3 separate regions of the Mus musculus genome follow, and all the other regions are linked to region 1. The links are chromatin contacts, called in public Hi-C and promoter capture Hi-C maps. All regions are on one chromosome and are shown on one strand. The core of a region is the stretch at or near the end of the contact, and the rest is flanking DNA. Distances in the headings are between cores, read along the strand shown. Region 1 holds the start of Tnks1bp1 (tankyrase 1 binding protein 1). Region 2 holds the start of Lrrc55 (leucine rich repeat containing 55). Region 3 holds the start of Timm10 (translocase of inner mitochondrial membrane 10).

The links. Promoter capture Hi-C pulls out the DNA fragments that hold promoters and counts their contacts. Hi-C and Micro-C count contacts between places; a contact is called where the count stands out from the background.
Region 2: a contact with region 1 is called in a promoter capture Hi-C map of hippocampal neurons, with 2.2 times the contacts expected there. The contact joins the promoter of Lrrc55 here to the promoter of Tnks1bp1 in region 1. A contact is called at or near these places in 2 of 39 promoter capture datasets (hippocampal neurons and liver), 1 of 115 datasets of contacts at active chromatin or transcription factors (pancreatic cancer cells) and 1 of 9 other capture datasets (pancreatic islet).
Region 3: a contact with region 1 is called in a Hi-C map of rod photoreceptor, with 5 times the contacts expected there. The contact joins the promoter of Timm10 here to the promoter of Tnks1bp1 in region 1. A contact is called at or near these places in 19 of 39 promoter capture datasets (the C10 cell line, the SN4741 cell line, cranial neural crest and 13 more), 1 of 15 datasets of contacts at CTCF or cohesin (the NIH/3T3 cell line), 19 of 484 Hi-C or Micro-C datasets (CD4 T cells, CD8 T cells, Sertoli cells and 12 more), 15 of 115 datasets of contacts at active chromatin or transcription factors (the 230-238 cell line, effector CD8 T cells, embryonic forebrain and 7 more) and 4 of 9 other capture datasets (adipose tissue, liver, macrophages and 1 more).

What each region holds. Positions count from the first base shown.
Region 1 is chr2:85,049,209-85,053,859 of GRCm38.p6, forward strand. It overlaps Tnks1bp1 (tankyrase 1 binding protein 1), which reads left to right and starts at 1,252. Exons shown (of 12, transcript NM_001081260.2): 1 at 1,252-1,352; 2 at 1,653-1,765; 3 at 2,717-3,347. The coding sequence starts at 1,672.
Region 2 is chr2:85,196,770-85,201,018 of GRCm38.p6, forward strand. It overlaps Lrrc55 (leucine rich repeat containing 55), which reads right to left and starts at 1,981. Exons shown (of 3, transcript NM_001033346.4): 1 at 1,675-1,981; 2 at 1-738.
Region 3 is chr2:84,825,148-84,829,371 of GRCm38.p6, forward strand. Timm10 (translocase of inner mitochondrial membrane 10) reads left to right here and starts at 1,874. Exons shown (of 3, transcript NM_013899.2): 1 at 1,874-2,000; 2 at 2,452-2,566. The coding sequence starts at 2,496. It also overlaps a transcript of Smtnl1 not described here.

The DNA.
Region 1 (4,651 bases), core at 2-2,501:
CCACATACAAGGAAAACAGCCCCTGGTAGTTGGCTGATCAGCCTTTTGACATTGACGGAGTTACTGTCTGTACCCTCTTTAAATAAGCTGGGACAGGGTCAAGCGGATGGGGACATCTTTTGCAAAGGCTGGGCACCACAGGTCTCTTAGAATTGAGAACTGTCTTCTCAGAGCAGCTGGAGTGGGAGGGGAGCCTTGAGGTTGGAGAGGGTTGGGTTGCCCTCCAGGGCTCTGTGCATTCCATGTGTTTGGCATGTCTCCCTTGCTCTTGAACCAGAGGAGCAGTGTTCACTAGTCACCACCAGAGCCGGAGGGGGGGCTTGAGAGTGGGAGGGTGCTTCAGCAGCCAGGGTGGGAACTGAGGGGGTGGAAGGCCTGAAGAATTTGAGGTGGGGGGGACATGAAGGAATGGTCTAGAGACGCAGCCTACGGTAGGGGGAGAGGTAGGTAGAGGTGGTTACCAAGGATGCTAGTTAGCTCATGGGAGACACTGAATGGAGTCACATTAATAATGGCCAACTGTTACTTACCACTTCCAGGCTTGGTATTTTGCATGCATTGTTTGACTTGAAACTCATTTAATACTTTTTTTTTTTTTTAAGCAGTATGCCTTAGACTAGTCGCACAGCTCTGAAGTGACAGACCCATTTAGTTGTTAGATCTTACAATATCAGCTCCAGAGGCTCCTGGCACAGGCTACTACCATGTGGCTATCATCTGGTTTAGTTTCTTCTGACCCCTCAAAACTCCTTTAGGGTGCACACCCATTCCTATGTCACAGGCTTTTGCAGGTCCCTCCCTGACTGTCCTGGAAGGGGCAACCCCAGGGAGTTTTCCTCTCAGTTACACCCCCCACCCCACAAGCAATCAAGCCCAGTCTGTCCTCCCTGCCCATCCTGGGCCGGCTCCTCCTTCCCCTTGGCTAGGCCCTGGAAATCCAGTGGGAGGCCATTGCTATGGTAACAGGACTAGGCCCTGGCTTTACCTCATCAAATTCCAAGCTGAAGCCAAAACGATTGAGAAATTAAAGGGAAAAAAATGTATTCCAGATGCTTACTTTTTATTTCTTATGTCCCTGTGTTTGGATGAGACAGCTCTTGAGTGCTGGAGGGGGGCAGGGATGTGAAAGGAGAATGGGGGGGGGGTAGGGAGCCACTCCCAGCCGTGGAGGGAGGGAGGAGAATGGGAAGAGGGGGGCCGGCTGTGGGGCGGAGCCCCAGGTTGGGGAGGAGCGGGTTTTTCCCGTCCCATGAGGTGATTCCAGAGACTTGAGAGTTTCTGGCCTTCTTGCTCCGCTCAGAGTGGACACCTCTAGTGGGGCTCCCTGACCCGAGAGGGTTGCCTCAGGAGCTGTAAGTAGGGTATCACAGGACGGATCCTGGGGGTGGTGTGGGTGGAGGTGGCTCCCTCCTGTGCTGGATCACTGAGGTTCAGAGCCAAGGGTTGGAGAGTCGTGTCAAGAGTTGAGGATGTGGCTGTGGGAACCTTCCCGGCCTCCCCCTGGAGTTCGCTCTTCCTGTCCCACACTGCCTGGGTTAGAAATAGACTTCCTTGGCTAAGCCTGTTGCCTTTCTCAGCTTTCCCTTCTCCACCTCTCCCTTCCCTGGGTCTTCAGTCACTTCGGCCGGCTCACACTGCTTCCTATTTCTCAGGCAGGGTGTGCCCTATGTGATGAAAGGATCCACTCTCAGGGAAGGCACAGCCATGGCTTCCCCACTGCCCCAGGATATGGAGGAGGAGCTGGCGCCTGTTGGCTCCGAGCCAGGTACCAATGGGTGCTGGGTGCAGGGTGGGGCCGTTGGCTGGGAGGAGGGCCGGGGGTGGGGTGGAGGCTGCACCCCTCTTCCGTCCCGGCAGGTAGCTGGAGTGACAGTGGAGGTGAGAGGCAGTGAGTCTGAAATGAGTGCTCACGGGCCTTGGCATCTGGTGGGAGTGAGGTAGAGCCCCAGCCGGTATGGAAGCAGAGCCTTTGAGACAACTCCAGGGAGCCTTGGAGGAGGAGACACTGAGGCACAGAAGGAGAATGGAGTGCCCTTCTTTCTCCCTGTCTAGACTTTTTAAATGCTTAGCTGAATGAGTGGGTGATACAAGATTCTATTATAGAAGGTTGTGGCCGTGAGTAATTCCCAAGGTCTTTTATTTGGCATTACAATGCCTTATATAGAAGGTGGATTTCTGCCCTTGTTTTTTTTTTTTTTTTTTCCTTCTTCCTTCCTGTGGCAGATTTACTTCTGTTTGACATAGGTCAATAGAAAGCTTGCATTCCTGATAATGAACTGGATGACTGAGGTGGCAAGAGGAAGAGGTGCAGCAGGGTGTACAAGGGGAGCTCAGCTAGGGTCAAAACTTCACTATGGAAATGTGGTGTAAAGAAATAGGGCTCCATCGGGTTCCCAGGCTGACAGTATGGTGAGGCCAGGCAAGTGGGTATGCTTATCTGCTCCATTCATTCATTCGATAGGAACCTGTGTTAGGAGCAAAATAGGATGCTAGAGGGATAAGGGGTCAAAGCCCACGTTGTAGGAGTTTGGAGAAGGTAGGCTATATAATGGGATGTGAAAAACCAAGGAAGCCTTCCTGGAACAGGCGGTACTGACTTGCACCTAGAACGATGGGTTCCAAGGTTGGAGTGTGGAAGATTCGGTGCAGCAGGAGTCACAAGAATTTATGTCTCATGGTTCTTCTGACAGTTCCTAATGAATCCTTCCTTCCGAAGGTGACCCACGAGCCAAGCCCCCTGTCAAGCCCAAACCCCGGGGCTTGCCCAGCAAGCCAGCTCTGCCTGCCAAACCCAGCCTCCTGGTGCCTGTTGGGCCTCGCCCTCCTCGGGGTCCCCTGGCTGAGCTGCCTTCTGCCCGGAAGATGAACATGCTGGCAGGACCTCAGCCCTATGGGGTCAGCAAGCGTCCCCTCCCGTTTGCACCAAGGCCTTCAGCTGAAGCAACCGCTGGAGGAGACGTTACCCAAGAGTCTGGGAAGGAGGATGCTGGGAAAGAAGACTTGCCCCCTCTCACACCCCCAGCTCGGTGCGCTGCCCTGGGAGGTGTGAGGAAGGCCCCTGCCCCTTTCCGTCCCTCCTCTGAGCGGTTTGCAGCCTGTACAGTAGAAGAAATTTTGGCCAAGATGGAGCAGCCACGGAAAGAGATCCTGGCCAGCCCTGACCGCCTCTGGGGCTCCCGCCTCACTTTTAACCACGATGGCAGCTCTCGATATGGCCCCAGGACCTATGGTGCCCCCTGCCCCAGAGAGGAGGATAGTAAGTCCCCTGCCAAAGGACGGTCCCAGGAGGGGACAGCAGAGATTCCTGCAGAGTGCCAGGAAGAGCATAGCAAGACTCCTGAGGAGAGGTAAGGGCTGAGAAGAGTTTGTATAGTTCCTTGAAGTCTTAAAGGGGCTATGGAGGAAGTGGGCTCAAGTTTGGGTTATCATCTTTACTGTCAGGTTACTTAGGTGAATTCAGGCAAACCCAGGCTAAGGCCCAGAGCATCTCTGTAGCAAATGGTGGAGTTACTTCTCTCTCTCTCTGTGTGTGTGTGTGAGTCTGTGTCTGTGGTGCATGTGTAGTGTTAGGAATTGAACCCAGGGCCTTGTTCATGCTAGACAAGTGCTTTATCATTGAGCTACATCCCCAGCCCACTGTAGTTCTCTTTACAGAGTTGATACGTGTTATGCTAGAGAGGCATACTATTCAGCAGACTAGTTTGTAGTCCATTGAGTACATATCCGTGCTATTTGGAGGAAGGGATTGATAAGTCCATTTTAGAGATTGGAAAATCAAGGCTCCAGAGTGACTTCCTGGAGTCTCTCAATTTAAATCCCGATGTGTATGATTCTAAAACCTGTGATCTTAACTGCTAGGTCTCATGTGGCAGAGCACCATGCGGGGACCTCAGGGAGGGGTATGTTGGAATCTGTACAGTACAGATTTCCCCTCTGAGGAGGAGTGTGATGCGCTTCAACTAATTTCTGCATAGAGAATTCTTCTATTTGGAGACATTTTCTCAGTTGCACTTCTTACCCATAGCCGGCCTGCATGTAAGGGAGGCCTCCTTGGGTTAGTGGACACATGATCTGGAGGGACATGAGGGATTTGGCCACCTCAGGCTTTTCGGGACAAGAGAGCACCAGCCTGAAGCATGCAGAGCTAGGCCCAGTGGTTGGCTTCCCTCTCCCACTGTGGTGGCCAGGCCTGTTGTGGTCTGCACTGAGCCTGGAGCTGAAGGCCCTGCCCTGCCCTGCCCTGCCCTGCCCTGCCCTGCCCTGCCCTGCCCTGCCCTGCCCTGCCCTACCTTACCCCACCCTCCAGCCTGCCCTTTTCTCACTGGAAACACCTGGTGGGTGTGATGCACCCCCAGGACCAGGGCTGCTGGGAGGCCGTCCTGCTTCCCGGCCTGGATGCCTCTCTCCATCTGAGAAGGGTTCAGTTTTAGAAAATCACCCCCACCCCCAGTCCCCAGTCCTTTAGGAAATATCAGCAGGGCTGCCGGGACCAGTTGTATTCTGGCCAGAGAAGAACTTTAATCCCTCAGGGACTAGGAGAGGAAGACATTTTCTTGGGAACCTCTGAGGGACCTGGACCCACATGATGCTGTTCTATAAGAGAGGGGGGAATTTAACCCTGTGTGTACAGGAAGGGAGTGGGTGTTATGTC
Region 2 (4,249 bases), core at 731-3,230, 150 kb after region 1:
CTATCATGGCTCAACACTTCCTTGAGAGCCTCTCAACACCCAAGGACTTCCTAAGATTCATAGGATGTCCCTTTGTAGACCCTGGGGAGCATGGACCCAGTTGAGGTACCCCAGGGTCTGAAAGGATGATCAAAGCTTAAGAAACTAGGGGAACAAGGATGGAGCTGGAACAGCTGTCAGCAGGCCCTGGAAGGGTCCCTGTAGATCTTTTGTGCTTCTGTCACCCATGCCTGCTGGATGCTTCCTCTTGTGCTGTGTCTGACAGGTGGGTGGGGCAGGGGAGGATGTGAGGGGGATGAAAGGTGCCCTTTAAAGGTCCTGGCACTTCATCTAAGAAAACTTAAGCCCTGTCCTAGGTCTGGGACTGATTAGGAAGTCAGAACGGCACCTTGATCTCCAACATTCAAGGTCCCAGAGGCCATTTCTCCTGGTGGCCCAGTGGGCATGAGTTCACAAGAGACCTGGGGCCAGAGATTTAGGATGGGGGAGAAGTATGTTCCCATGGGTCTCCTAGAAGCCTGAACATTCAGTCTCAGTGGTCTCTGGATTCTCAAGGGATGCTCTTTGCTTCCCAGAGAGGGGTGAGTCCCAAGTGACACCCACTGTCTGGACCACGAAATGTGGAAAACACCATGAGTCTGGAGGCACAGGTAAGGGTCAGTTACAAAAGCATTATCTATGTCTTCAAGCTGTCACCATGCTCAGCTGTGCACTCAGCAGGCGGAGGCAGAAGTCACTCTGTCAACAAGAAAAGCATTCAGGCAAAGAAATCTAGTGTCCTTACATCCCTGCCCCCTTGCCTTGCTCCTTTGTCTTCACTCCTCCTTACTTTACTCTTCTTTCTTCTTTGAACCTATCTGTTCCCAACCACAAAGTTCTTTGCTCACTATCTTTCAGATGAGGACCACAGTGAGCTCAGAAACCCAGTCTACACCCACCTACTAACCGCATCCATCTGACCTGAAATTCTTCTCCTAGGTTTCTGTCCGGAGTTGGGTGCATTTTCTTCTATTGCTCATAGCTCCACCCTCGTGAGCACCAAATACCCCACCCTGAAAAACTCCCCAAGAAAAACATGCATCTAAGCTCTGGCAGTTTGTACACCCCTCTTATCCACTTTTTCAGCCCCCCCCCATCTCTTTCTTACACACACACACACACACATACACACACACACACACACACACACACACACACACACACACACACACTCACACACACATACTTTCACTGTACCCCCTCCCAGCTTCTTTCTACACACATTCCCTACCCAAGTGTGCCCCGGCATCTTTTATACCACAGCACAGCCCTAACCCCAGCATCCTTTTATGTTCTACTCTCCAGCTCCCAGCCTCCTGCTTAAGCCCACACACATACTTGGTCTGGCAAAGAGATGGAGAACCTCATCCCACCCAGGGCCTCACCCCGCTGCTCATCCCTCACTCTCTGTGGCTTCAGCTTTTCTTTTACTCACCTGCTGTCCTCACTTGCCCCCACTACCCCCACCCCTTTATCCCGTCGTCGCTCGGTCATTTCCCCACCCAGTTCCCCACTGCTTCGTAGCTTCAGTCTCACCCATTGGGAAATCACCCCGGCACCCCCTTATACAGACTAATTTTTCTTAGCTTCGGGGTCTTCTGCTATACTCCCGCGGGCCCTCAGGAGACTACTCACTCTGTTCCAAGGACACAGACATCAATCTTACGCAGACGAACGGCTCTGCCTCCCTCATCCTGGAATCCCCCGCTCCTTTGCTTGCTAGCTTCCGAACAGATTGCCTATCCGGCTCTTCCCCTCCCCCGACTCTCCTCTTCCATGTCTCCTGCATCCCAGGCCAGCATCTTCTGCGGTTTCCTGTCCTGTGGTCCCTGTGCCCCTTCTTTTACGCTGAAAGGAAATTTGAGAGAGGATGCTTAGAAAGTTCACAGAATCTGAATGCCTCTTGGGAAACTCAGCTGGTGCCGAGGCTGCCTTGGTGTGTGGCTTCCGCCAGAGCCAGGTCTTCCCCTCCCTCCTCTCTCTCTCTGGCTCTCCCCCTCCCTCCATCCTTCTCTCCTCCTCTCTCTCTTTCACTCCCCTTTTTTTTCCTCGAGGGCCAGGTAATGACGTTTCACTGTCTCTTAGCAACTGCCTCCACATCTCTGAGCAACAGGGGGAACTGGCTATAGACCCCACCAAGATGAGAAAAGAGAATGAAGTACTCCTGGTGAATTTACAGCCACCCTCAGGGTCCTAGTGGGTAGGGCAAGGGGAAGAAAGGAGAGGAGGGTAGGCAGCCCCAGAACAGGGATTAGGGCAGAAGAGCAGGCAATGGAGAGAGGGCAAGAGGGCTCTCCAGGAAAGGATAGAGCATTGGTCTGAAATCTTAGATGGAACATGGAGAGTTTAAGTGCATCTCACTCCACAGGGATACAAGAGAAGGCATAAAATGGGGAGAGGAATGTAATGGGGATGGGGAAAAGCAAAATAGATGAGAGCAATGAAGGCAAGCATAATGATGGGCAGAGAAAAGAAACATGGTTGATTCTTAGTGTTTGTTTATCCGATGGGCAAATGTTTTCTATTTAGCTGCTTTATGACATCTGTGTCCAGGTTGGAGCACCAGGTGATTAGATGAAGCTTGCATATTAGAAAGAATTACAGGTGAATTATTTCCTCTGCTCCTTGTTTCTAAGCCCTTACCCCATGAGTTATCTGAGGCTAGGGGATTCAGCTGGAGTACCAATTGAGCTGAGAGCCCTTGGGATGCAAGGAAACAATTGCCTAGTTTAAATGAGGGTACCTGGACCACTACAGATTCTTGGTTATATCCTTAGGGAATGGAAGTGGCCAGTAAAAAGTATCATGGTCCTGGGTTGGGTAAAAGTCCCGCAGTACAAACACAAAACTGGGGTCTTGATCCTCAGTACTGTGTAGCTGCCTGGCACAGAGATCTTGACTCAGTGTGCAAGGTGGAGAGTTATTGAGACACCTCTGGCCTCCACATGCATGTGAACACATGTGTATGCACACATAAATGAACATGGATATGCATATATTTAATACACACACCCACACTTGCACGCGTGCGCACACACACACAGACACACACACAGACACACACACACACACACAGACACACACACACACACACACACAGATACACACACACACACACAGACACACACACACAGATACACACACACACACACACAGACACCCATGGTCAAAGAACACTATGCTTCTTTCTTCTTTCTAAGGGTTCTAGGAATCCCTTTTGTTGTTCTGTTCCCTTTAAGATTCTCATTCTATTGAGTTCAGATGAAAGTGAAATTCACACAATCTCTTTTCTTTTCTTCTCTCTCTCTCTCTCTTTCTTTCTTTTTTGTTCTTTTTTTGTTTTTTGTAGCCCTGGCTGTCCTGGAACTCACTTTGTAGACCAGGTTGGCCTCAAACTCAGAAATCTGCCTGCCTCTGCCTCCCAAGTGCTGGGATTAAAGGCGTGTGTCACCACGCCTGGTACCATCTCTTTTCTTGAGTAAGTGTCTTTACAGTGGGTCATAATTTGCACATTGGCTTGGCTAGTTGGTTTGATTAAATAGGTGGTTTCTCTCTTCTCTCTCCCTTCTCCTCTTCCCCTCTCCTCCTCTTCCTTTCTCCTCTCCTTATCTCACTTCTCTCCTCTTTTCTCTCATCAGGTGTCTTGCTGTGCAGTTCAGGTTGACCTTGAATTCTCAATCTTCTTGCCTCCTTAGTGCTGTTGCATTACAACCTCCACATTTGCTTTCTTTTCCTTTAAAAATAACTCTTTGTACATTTACCATTTGCTAAATAATTGACCAGATGGTAGGTTTATAGCTTAGGAGATTTATATAGGACTGGGGAAATGGCTCAGTTGGTAAAGCACTTTCCATACAAGCACGGAGACCTGAATTCTACCCTTAGCATCCAAGTAAAAAGCTGGGTGTAGCGCTGCAAGCTTGTAATCCCAGTGCTATCTCAAAAAACTCCCGAAGAATAAATGACACCCAAGGTTGATCTCTGACTTCTATGCAAAATGTACCTGTGCACTCGCTCGAGCACACACACACACCCCACATACTTGGGCATGTACACACAGAGATTTATATAGATAATCCCTTAGAGGTCTGACATTGGCTCTATGCTTTCAGTCTGCTGACCTGGGGCTTATTGTATCTAAATGATATCTTATGTTTAGATGGGGGGAATGGAATGATGCTATAGAGAAGAAACTTGAGTTTACACAGGT
Region 3 (4,224 bases), core at 624-3,123, 220 kb before region 1:
TGGTGAATCATGTGGAATTTGTCCTGGCTCACATTGATTATCTAATTACAGGATCTAGAACCACTTAGAAGATAAACCTCTAGGCAAGTCCATGAGATAATTCTATATTGGGTTAACAGAGGTAGGAAGTCCCACCCTATATGTATCTAGCAATGTGCCATGGACTGGGCTAGCTGACTGAATAAAGAGGCCAAAGTGAGCTGAGTACTAGCATTCTTCTGTGTGTCTTGGCTATGGACATGCTATGACCAGTTGCCTCCCATTCCTGCCACAATGCCTTCCTTGACGCAGTGGAATAGAGTGAACCAAAAGCCAAGGTAAGCCATTTGTCCTATAGTTTGCTCTTCTCAGGGGATGGATCACATCATGGAGAGAAGCAGTGCAGGGTCTTATAAGCTATTGAGAAGACTTTGGCTTTCTCCATGATGAGAAACTACTGCAGCATCTAGGGGGTGAGTGACATGATCCAGTTGTAGGGTTTTTTTTTGTTTGTTTGTTTGTTTGTTTGTTTTTTACATCACTCTGGTTGCTGCGAGAATCAGTTGTCCTTTGACCTCCTTTGATCCTACCATGGGCTCCTCCTCCTCCTTCTTCAATATATTTATTTTCTGTATCTATGAGTACACTGTAGCTCTGACACACCAGAAGAGGCACTGGATTCCATTACAGATGGTTGTGAGTCACCTTGTGGTTGCTGGGAATTGAACTCAAGACCTCTGGAACAGCAGTCAGTACTCTTAGCCACTGAGCCATCTCTCCAGCCCAAGGACACATGTTCTTATAAATAAATTTAAATTTAAAAATAGTATATCAAATGACCTGTGTAGTTCAGTTGTGGAGGGTTTGCATGAGACCCTGGATTCAACCTTCAGCACTGTGGAAGAGAGATGAAAAAAACATCACTATTAGCTGAGAATGTGAAAATAGCACTTTGGGAAAAAGACTTCATCTGCTAAAGATAATAGATCAAGAAAATGTGACTAAATAGTAAGAATTATTAAATCTTGGGGATAGATTCAATGACGTTCATTAGACTGTGTTCTGTGTTGTGAATTTGCCCTAATAAAATTTTAAAGGGATAAACCCAATGCTTTTTATTATTACATTTATTTATTTACTTACTTTATTTATTGTGCATGTGTAGGGCTATAATAAAGAAGTGCAGTAAAACATGTTGCAGCACTGGGGCAGTTGATAGAGTGCTTGCCTAAGCATGTGGTCCTGTTTTCATCCCAACATTGCAAAAGTCAGGCATAATGGCGCTTATCTGTAGCCGAAGCACTAGTGAGGTGGAGGCAGGTTCGTAAGTTCTAGGTCATCTTCGGCTACACCGCAAATTAGAGAGCAGCCTAGGTTCCATGGGACCCTGCCTCAAAAGCAAATAAAGACAATCTCTATACATGTTTCTTTTTTTCTGCGAGCAGCGATCGTGTATCTTCTCTGCAACTCCACTAGTTAATGTTGCACACTGCTCCCCGGGATTCTGATTTCAGGGGTATGAGGTAACGTCTGGGCGCTGAGGTGTTTTTTTTTTTTTTTTTTTTTTTTTTTTAAAGTGCTCCAGGTGTTTTAACATGCAAAATTGACAGGCTCCTTTGGGAAACGTTCTCCTTTCTTCACATAAGATCCGTCTGCGCTCTGGCGTGGGCTCTCCATGGTGGGTTCAGGGAGCCAAGCTTCTTCCACACTGCAAACGCTCAGGCGTCTCCCGGACAACCGGAGGGATGGAATGCTAACAAGGCTGCCGGCGCTCTGCCACTCACTCAGCATTCTATGGTACTTTGGAGTCCACTCTAGCAAATTAAGGTCGGTTTCTCTATGGTAGCCGGTTTCCCAGCGCAGCCTGGTCGGCGTTTTCTTCCGGATCAAAGAAGAGGCTAGACTTCCTTCCGGAAGTGACCCACGTGCTTCTTATTTCGCCTGCCTTGGTACCCGGTAACTTTTTACTATTGACCCGAAGTTGGGGACGTTGCGGGAGCTGTGACCTGCCCCAGGCCGTGGTGAGTGGGCCGTGGTGTCTGATACCCAGGGTAACCCTGATTCCTGATTATGCCATTGCCGTGACAGAGGCTCAGCCTTTAGACCCACCCCGGGAACCTAGGCTGTGGTTAGGGTCACATTCTCGGGGCTGCATGGGTTCAGACCCACGGTTTTGTGTGTTCCGTCCCAACTGTCAATCCTCTGGCTCTAGGAGTGATCTCGAGGTACTAAGAGGGCTCGGTTTCCATCCCCGAGCCCCATGACATCGCGAGTGACCTTGAGCTGGACACTGTCCTCTTTAAGGGCCTCATCTCCACTTCTGTTAAGAGGGCTGATTACGTTTACTGAGCGGGGTATTGGTCCCCGCTGGTCTGAAACACTGTAATTCCTCGCGCCCTCCAGCCCCCCCGGGGGGGTGGTACTAGGGTGAACCGGGAGGGATCGATGCTGACTGATCATGTCCGCTCCTAGGACTAAAGACCAGGAGGCTATTCTCTCCACGGTGCTAAGTTGACATGGATCCGCTCAGAGCCCAGCAGCTGGCTGCGGAGCTGGAGGTGGAGATGATGGCTGACATGTACAACAGGTAAAGAGAAGCACTCGGCTTCACCTTGTCTAGGAAAACTCGCCCTAGTCACCCCTAGCCCGACAGAGTGAAGCACTTGTAACGAATGCTTTCGATAAGGTAGTGGAGCCAAGTCCCGCCCTCCTAATCCCGCCCCACCCTCACCGCGTGCTTCGCTGAAGTAAATACAGGTCACTGGAAGGACTTGGTTGGCTATTTGGAGGGAATAAAAGGGGTGTATGATGGAGAATCTCCTGCCCAGGCTCTGCTGAGTATCAAGAACATATAAGCACTTTCTCTTCTCTTCTCTTCTCTTCTCTTCTCTTCTCTTCTCTTCTCTTCTCTTCTCTTCTCTTCTCTTCTCTTCTCTTCTCTCCTCGTTTCCATCTTTCTTTCTCCTTAGATAGCCCATTTACCCTTGTTTATGTAGTTTATGTATTTTGTGTTTGTTTATGAATGCCAACATGCATGCCATAGCGCCACACATGTGGAGGTCAGAGGGCAGCTTAATAGGATCTCATCTTGGATTGAACTCAAATCTTCTGGTTTGGCAGCAAGTGCCTTTGCCGCCTAAGCCTTCTGAACAGCCATTTAGTAATGAATAGTATTTAGTTGCTAATATTTATTAATGTTTTTCTTCCTTTTTGGGGGGGATGGAGTGGATGTTGTTTTGTTCTTGTTTTTCACGATGGGGCTTCTCTGTGTTGCCTTGGTTGTCAGCTTAATCTGTATAGACCAGGCTGGCCTCACTCTCAGAGATCCACCTGTCTCATTCTCTTGGGTGCTGGGATTAAAGGTGTGCACACTCGGCCTAAATTATACTTTAACTCTGTGTTAGGCATTTGCAAAGCATTTTATATATATTATCACTTTAAATTTATTTATTTGTTTGTTTACTTGTTTTCTGTGTATGGATGTTTTGCTTGCATGCCCGCAGAGGCCAGTAGAGGGCATCATATCTCCAGGAACTGGAGTCAAAGATAGTTGTGGGCTACCGTGTGGGTGCTGGGAACCTAACCTAGGTCCTCTGCAAGAGCAGTCAGTTCTCTTAACCACTTTCCAGGCCCCCATTATCAGTTTTGTAAATAGTTAAAAATAATTCAAAGGGAGAAGGGGATATAATAACGTAGGATTTTTGTCTAGAATGCAGGATGCCCTTGGTTTGATCTTGACATGGTGCCTATAATTTCAGCAGTTAGAGGCCAGAGACTAAATAGTTCAGGATCATTCTTGGCTATATAGTGGGTTCAAAACCAGCCTGGGATAGATGAGACCAGTCTCAAAAGAAAGAAAGGGAAGAAAGAAAGAAAATCAGTGGGTTAATTTTATTAGTACTATTTTAACACAGGGGAATTGAGGTGTCAAGGGGTTTAATAATCTCAGGGGCTGTAGCTGGTCAGTAGCAATGTCAGGACCAGAACTTCAGCCTGACTTCAAACTACTGCTTGTAGCCGTTTGGAAACATCTTGCTGCACCATCAGCAGCTGAGTGTCTTTAGGCTGAATGTCATAACTGGTTACTCATCAGTAAAACTGACCTAAGAAGCACTGCTCCCTCCATAAAGACATTGCAATATTAAACTGAAAGCCTCTAGCATTAGCACATCATACAGGAACCAGCAGGTATCTGCTGGTTTTCGACAGCAGCTCTCGGTAGGTTTGTCTTGGAGACTACAAATT